Linked DNA regions of Mus musculus: region 1 is linked to region 2. Evidence: chromatin contacts called from public HiChIP or PLAC-seq data. All regions are on one chromosome and are shown on one strand. Each heading gives the region's core, a stretch centred on a gene start, on an enhancer-like site or on the middle of the called end of the contact. The rest is flanking DNA. Distances are from core to core; before and after follow the strand shown. Region 1 overlaps Tuba8 (tubulin, alpha 8). Region 2 overlaps Mical3 (microtubule associated monooxygenase, calponin and LIM domain containing 3).

Region 1 (3,041 bases), core at 63-2,562, 300 kb after region 2:
GCTAGCAGATCTCCCTCCCCATCCCCCAGTGTGCTAGCAGATCTCCCTCCCCATCCCCCAGTGTGCTAGCAGATCTCGGGAGGTTGACTTGCTTGCGTGTGACTGTGTGACCTTTGACTTCTGTGGCCGGTATTTCTGCTTTTTTTCTAAGAACATTGTTTACAAGAGACCGAGCCTGACAAGCAATAACACCATCCCCAAGGACCTCTGTAATTTACTGCTCTGGATTCTCCCTGTGACCTCTCACGCAGCCCTTCACCCCGGCAGAGAGACTTCCCTAAAATTATTGCAAAAAAGACCAAGAGGGGCATCAGATAAGCATCTAGAAAGCCATGAGCTTGGTGATAATAATGCAAGTTCTAGAAACTGATCTGCCTCTCACAGGGAAGGTATTTCCTGCTCCCTGCCCCTGAGAGAAACACACAAGAAGCCCCTTTTCATGGCACAGCTTCATTTGCTATGTCTGCCAACTTGATAATTTCCACTATCATTTCCTCTTTCTCCTAGCCTATCCTTTATTTCTCTTCAGCCTTTAGTTTCTAAGCCCTCATGATGCTCCCGTCTCAGATCCATGGCACTGACATGACAGGCTCACACCGCCATGGCCCTTCCTTTTCACCTTTATTCCCCTCTCCCCCTGCCCGAGCATACATCCCTTACATCTGCCCACCCTTGTTCATTCACCTGCTTCGTCCTGCAGCCCCCACTCCATGCCCATGCCCTGGTCTTGCCACCATAGCTTCTTACCAACAGATGTCCTGACGTTGTCTTTGGCGGACTCGTGTGTCATCCTGTGGCCTGTCTTCTTTCTCTGTTCCCCAGGTGGGCATCAACTACCAGCCACCTACTGTCGTGCCAGGAGGGGACCTGGCCAAAGTCCAGCGAGCCGTGTGCATGCTGAGCAACACCACAGCAATCGCAGAGGCCTGGGCCCGCCTTGACCATAAGTTTGACCTCATGTACGCCAAGCGGGCCTTTGTACATTGGTATGTTGGAGAGGGTATGGAAGAAGGAGAGTTTTCTGAGGCCAGGGAGGACCTGGCTGCTCTGGAGAAGGATTATGAAGAAGTGGGGACTGATTCGTTTGAAGAAGAGAATGAGGGGGAGGAATTTTAAATATACACTTGCCCCATGACTATGCCTCTTTCTTTGTGTTGGTTCCACTCACAGCATGCTGGGTTCCTAGTGCTGCGTTCAGACACCCAGCTGCAGATGCACATGGTCTCTCCTGTTTTCTCCTCTTAGGATGCTGGGCTCACTCTTCTGTGGGGAAAAGGAAACCACAGAAAGAGAAAGTGACAGGCAGGCCTCTCAGTCCCAGCCTACTTCCTGTCCTACATAGACGGGCCCCTGACTCCAGCACCCAGGCATTGTGACCAGACACAAGGACACTGAACATACAGGGAACTCCCTCTGGAATAGAATATTTCATTACTGAAGGATGAAAGTGAACAGGTCACGAACATGGGGTTAAGAAACTTAATTCTAGTTTAGACTGAGTTGCCCTAAGACAGAGCCTGCTGTTGGAAGAATAGGACCACACCAGCAAAAACCCAGTCTGGGAAGATGCTGCAGAGAGATGGGATGGACAGACGCTTGTGTGATGGATCCACAGCACAGCCCTGACCTCGTCTGGATCGATCACATTCGTTCATCAAGAGTTTGAGTATCTCTATCCCTTTCCCTCTCGGGTGTGTTCCAAGACCCTCACTAGATGACGACCACCAAGAGTCCTGTCCCTGTACCTATGTCTGTCTGTCTGTCTGTCTGTGTTTTTCTATACTTACACACATTATGAAGTATAATTTAGACACCAGCACAGTGAGACATTAGCAATCACCATCAACAGACTGTAAGAACTAAGACAAAATTCTGTAATAAAAGTTATGCGAAGACCTGGGGTGTACAGTTCTGTGGTGAGCAAGTGCTTAGCACCTGTGACTGGGTTCATTTTCTACCACTGTACTCAGAGGGACAGAGCAGCAGATGTGTCTGCTTCCTCCTGTTTCCTCATCGGTGGATGTCATAACTCACTCTTCTATGGGAAAAGGAAACCATAGAAAGAGAAAGTGAAATGGATGGTGTCTGAAGTCTACTCTCTGACCCAGGCACTGTTAGCATCTGTTCCAAGGGTCAGAGAGTTAGAAACATGACAATTTTCTGCTTCCTAAATACATTTAAAAAAAATAGTAAGGTCACTTTAGATGGTGTTTAGAGATGTCAGAAAGTAATGACAGTATCTCGAGTGTCACTGTGGAAGGATGGAGTCCAGGACACATGAATCCAAGGATACTGCGCATGGGGAACAGCAATATGAAAACAGAAGGGGACACGTGTGTATGTTCCGACTGCAGGAGAGGCATTTGCTAGGAGGGTGGGAAGTCAGGTAGGCGCTGGAGTTTATCTAGCCTCAGAGGAAAAACACCGTGGATGCTTAGATATCTCTTAAGTGCAGCATAAGCACTTGAAGGCTTGAGGAAGGCTTCCACGATACCTAATCTTTTATCTACACCTTCTTCCATGTCCTCAACAATCTCAAGATGGAGTTTTGGGTCATTCTGTATGGACACAAGGATGGAGAGGTGACTGCTAGTGACAGCAAGGTAGAGTTCAGATGGGTCCCAACACCAGCCCCCTCTCCACTGGTCCTGCTCTTGTGTTCCTCATGAAATAGCCCACAGGAGAAACAAGCCTGCCGTTTGCTCAGGAGAGGATGGGAGGCACAGTGCATCCCTGCTGCCGACCGTGCAGGACTGCAGAAGCAATAGGAAGGATGTTTCATTTCCCGTGAGAGCTCCAGGGTTGAGCCTGTTATAGTATAGATCCTTGTGAGTCCAAAGAGAACCTCTTCAGGTCTGTTTCCAGAAGGTTTCTTGTAGGAAGTATTCTGGAATTTTGGTTTCTTTAAAAAACCACAGAATTATTATTAGAATATGTTTTCATTTTAAACCCAGGTGTGAAGATATGGGGCTGCTTTGCAGCAGCTGACTATGATTTACCTCATACTGTAACAGAGGCATAGATTTGCCAACCCCTGTTGT
Region 2 (3,339 bases), core at 380-2,879:
GTCCATCGGACTTGAGATGACTTCTATTTATTTCTTTGTCCTTTTTGATTTTGACGGAGGTTCTCAAGTCATCCAAGCTGACCTCACATTTGCTTACGTACCCAAGAATGAACTTCCTTCAACTTCTGGTCCTCCTGCCTCTCACCCTTCCAAGTACCGGGCGAGGTGTGGGCCATCACGCCTGGGTTTCTGAAGCACTCGGCTTTGTGCAAGACTGACCGGCACTCTACTTTTTAAGCTGTGCCTGTTTAAATCATCCAGAACACGCACACGCGTGATTTCAGTGTTTCAGAGATTCGTACTGAACATTATTTACTTTGGTTTGGCTGCGTGCTTGTGTGCACACCACATACATGCCTGGGGCCCTTGGAAGCCAGGAAGAGGATGCCAGATTCCCTGGAACTGGAGTTCCAGATGGTTGTGAGCTGCCATGATGTGCATGCTGGAAATCACACTTAGGTCCTCTGCAAGAGCAAGCAAGTTATTTCTATTACTTTAAACTGTGTGTGATATATCTGTGTGTGGGGTGTGTGCACCTGAATGCAGTGCCCTTTCCAGCCAGGATCCAGTATTTTTAGATTAACCCCCCAAATTTCTATATAAGAACTGTGTAACTTCAGGCTGGAGAGATGGTTTGGTAGTGAAGAGCACTTGCTTTTACAGAAGACCCAAATTAAGTTCCCAGCCTATGGCAGGCAGCTCACAACTCCAGCTGCAGCTCCAGTTTCAGGGGCCTCTGACCTCTCTAGTTACTGCTGGCACCTGTACTGACGTTCATAGACCCACAGACACACATATACACAACATTTAAAACAAAATAAATATTTTTCTTTTTTTTTTTAAAGAGTTGTGGAATTTACACTGTGTGTGTGTGTGTGTGTGTGTGTGTGTGTGTGTGTAATAGAAACTTCTCAAGTCTTCCACACGTCTCCTGTCCTTCTCATCTCCTCCCTCAACCTCTGTAGAACATTCGATACCTCGCATGGGCAGTAAGGTGCTCACAGCAGAGGGCTGTCTCTTACTGGGGGAGGTTTGCCTACTCACCAATGATAGGGATCAGTCTCTATAACAGAGCCAATAACCAGTCTGGGAGACCAGACAGAGGGAGCCTGGAAATGGATCTCTGAATTAAAAATACCACCTTGCTGTGAAATCTATTTTATAAGAGGAAGAATGGGCTGGGGCTCCCTAGGTTAGTGTTTTATGGCCTTCTGTTGGAGGCCTCTGTAGAGAAAAACCCTTTCTGAACTTCAAAGACCCTCCAGAGGACAGCCACTTGCTGTTGTTACCTCTCCTGGGTCAGGAGGGAGGTGGCCCCCACTGTTCTCAGGCTTCTGTGGCTCCTGACAGAAAAGATGCTCCCATAACACTCTCCAGAGCCCAAGCCCCCTTGTCTGGAAGCTTCTCCTGAGCCTCTATACTTACATGCTCCCCCAAACCTTTCCTCTCCAGCAAGGAACAAGTGTGTGTGTGTGGGGGGGGGAGGCAGTTGGCATCTGTGTGCTCAGTCCCACCTCTATACAGCTGGGGGGCCACATCCCCATGGTCTGAGGCTGGCCTAGGCCTGAGCAGTATCCTTACCACACACCCTCTCACACAGGCACATAGCCATTCTTCTCTCCGCTTTTCTGACAGGAGTCAGCTGGGCTGGCTGAGGCCAGGAGTGGTGGTTTCTCAGGAGCCTGTTTCTGACTGCCTGCTTAAAACTACCGTTTCCTGCCACCTGGGAATGAAAGTGTACCCAAGAGCCACACCTGCTCCTCAGCCTTATCTCCTGTGAAACCCTCTGGGGCCAGGGTGGTGGTGGTGGTGATGGTGGTGGGGAACCCCGGAGTACAGTAAGTCCCTCCAAGGCTGGCTACTTCTAGTCCCCCTACTTTATCATCTCCCATTATGCATGGGCCCCTGACCAGTGGACTTTCTCTCTGGAACAGCTGGTGATCCAGCTGTGGTGACTGTGACGGTCCTCTGGGCCACATAACTGCCATTTTGGGGAATTCAGTTTCACCCCCTTGTAAAAGATCATCCCAGCTAGGTTTGTCATGGAGGGGTGGGAAGAGTCCCGCAGTACTCAGTTGTGGCCTACTACTTGTTATACACAACTCTGTCTTCCTTATACATACTGGGCCTCGGGGCAGGGCTGGTTATACAGGGAGGGTGAAGACAGGGGAGAGAGGCTCTATCTATGTGGCTACAGGGAAGCCCTCATCTCTGCTGGGCAAAGTCTTTCCAGGTGAAGTGTTTCTGTGGGGAGAGCCCACACCCTGATAAGTAACCTCTACTCTGTAGGGAAGCCCAATAAACATTGCTCTCCCAGAATGACCTTTGCTGGAACCATGCCTTGGTTTGCCATTGGGACCTTAAGAATTTCAGCAACACCAGTCTGTTTTTTAAAGATAGGGTCCTGGAACTCACAACGTAGACCATGCAGGCCTCCAACTCACAGCGATCTAGCTGCCTCTGCCTCCTAAGTACTGAGATTGAAGGCGTGTGCCGCCATCCACCCCACAGTAGCACCTGTCTTAAGAAACTGGCTCTGGTTGCCTTGGCCATTACTCAGTGTTTCTTATTAAGCAGGGCTGCTATGGAGAATTCTCAAGTCCCAGCTACTGACGGCTAAGTCAGGATAACACAGGGGATTCAAAAAAATCACAAACCAAATGAAAAGCTCTATTCTCTGAGAATCCTTGTCTGCATACACTCACTGATAATCACCAAATGATTTGTGTTCAGTATCACTCACCTGAAAGGAAGGTGCTAAGTATGCCTTAGCTCAATGCCAAGAGCAGAACAATGACTTCAGAAATACATTTTTCATTTCTTTAAAAAAAAAACCGAAACAAAACAAAACTTTATTGCGCATAAACCAGCCATTCCCTCTTGTGGGTCATGTTACCATCTTTCAAAAGAAAAAAATTTTTAAATGTGGTACTGGGGGTTGAACCGTGGGTCTTATGCATGCTGAACACACATTCTACCACTGAGCTATAGTCCCAGCGCCCCCAAGATTTGTTGCCCCCACCTCTACTCTCCTGTCCCAGTGACATATGTCTTATTTTTTAAAGTCTACATCTGCTGGTCAAAATTACGTTAAGGATGGCTGTTGGAGGCAGAGATATCAACTGAGCAGGGTCAGAACCTGGGTTGGCCACGCTCTTCTTTGGGAGCCACGGGCTGCCTTCTGCTTGCGCTCCAGGGACAGAGGTTAGAGCCTCATGTACTGTCCTTAGCCTTGAGTTTGGGTTTACTCAAAAGCACTCTAGCACTGTATGTGTGGATGAAGTGTATACATCCCTCTCTTCCCTGCCTTCAAGTGAAGACATAATTCCTGGGAAGAAC

Evidence for each region. HiChIP or PLAC-seq counts read pairs in DNA pulled down with a chosen protein or histone mark.
Region 1: a contact with region 2 is called in an H3K27ac HiChIP or PLAC-seq map of large pre-B cells, with 3 times the contacts expected there. The contact joins two enhancer-like sites. A contact is called at or near these places in 5 of 39 promoter capture datasets (the C10 cell line, the HPC-7 cell line, embryonic stem cells and 2 more), 7 of 115 datasets of contacts at active chromatin or transcription factors (T-cell acute lymphoblastic leukemia, bone marrow-derived macrophages, embryonic stem cells and 4 more) and 1 of 9 other capture datasets (macrophages).

The regions. Positions count from the first base shown.
Region 1 is chr6:121,224,964-121,228,004 of GRCm38.p6, forward strand. Tuba8 (tubulin, alpha 8) reads left to right here. Exons shown (of 5, transcript NM_017379.2): 5 at 823-1,135. The coding sequence ends at 1,116. Among named protein-coding and RNA genes, the nearest start is that of Tuba8, 16 kb to the left of the region's middle. Within about 2 kb of position 1,313, at least 93 of the 459 cell types and tissues checked have an H3K27ac peak or open chromatin away from gene starts, as enhancers often do. A contact at or near this core is called in T-cell acute lymphoblastic leukemia, where this site is marked.
Region 2 is chr6:120,928,897-120,932,235 of GRCm38.p6, forward strand. Mical3 (microtubule associated monooxygenase, calponin and LIM domain containing 3) reads right to left here. Exons shown (of 32, transcript NM_001270475.1): 32 at 2,650-3,339. Among named protein-coding and RNA genes, the nearest start is that of Bid, 14 kb to the left of the region's middle. Within about 2 kb of position 1,630, at least 42 of the 459 cell types and tissues checked have an H3K27ac peak or open chromatin away from gene starts, as enhancers often do. A contact at or near this core is called in T-cell acute lymphoblastic leukemia, where this site is marked.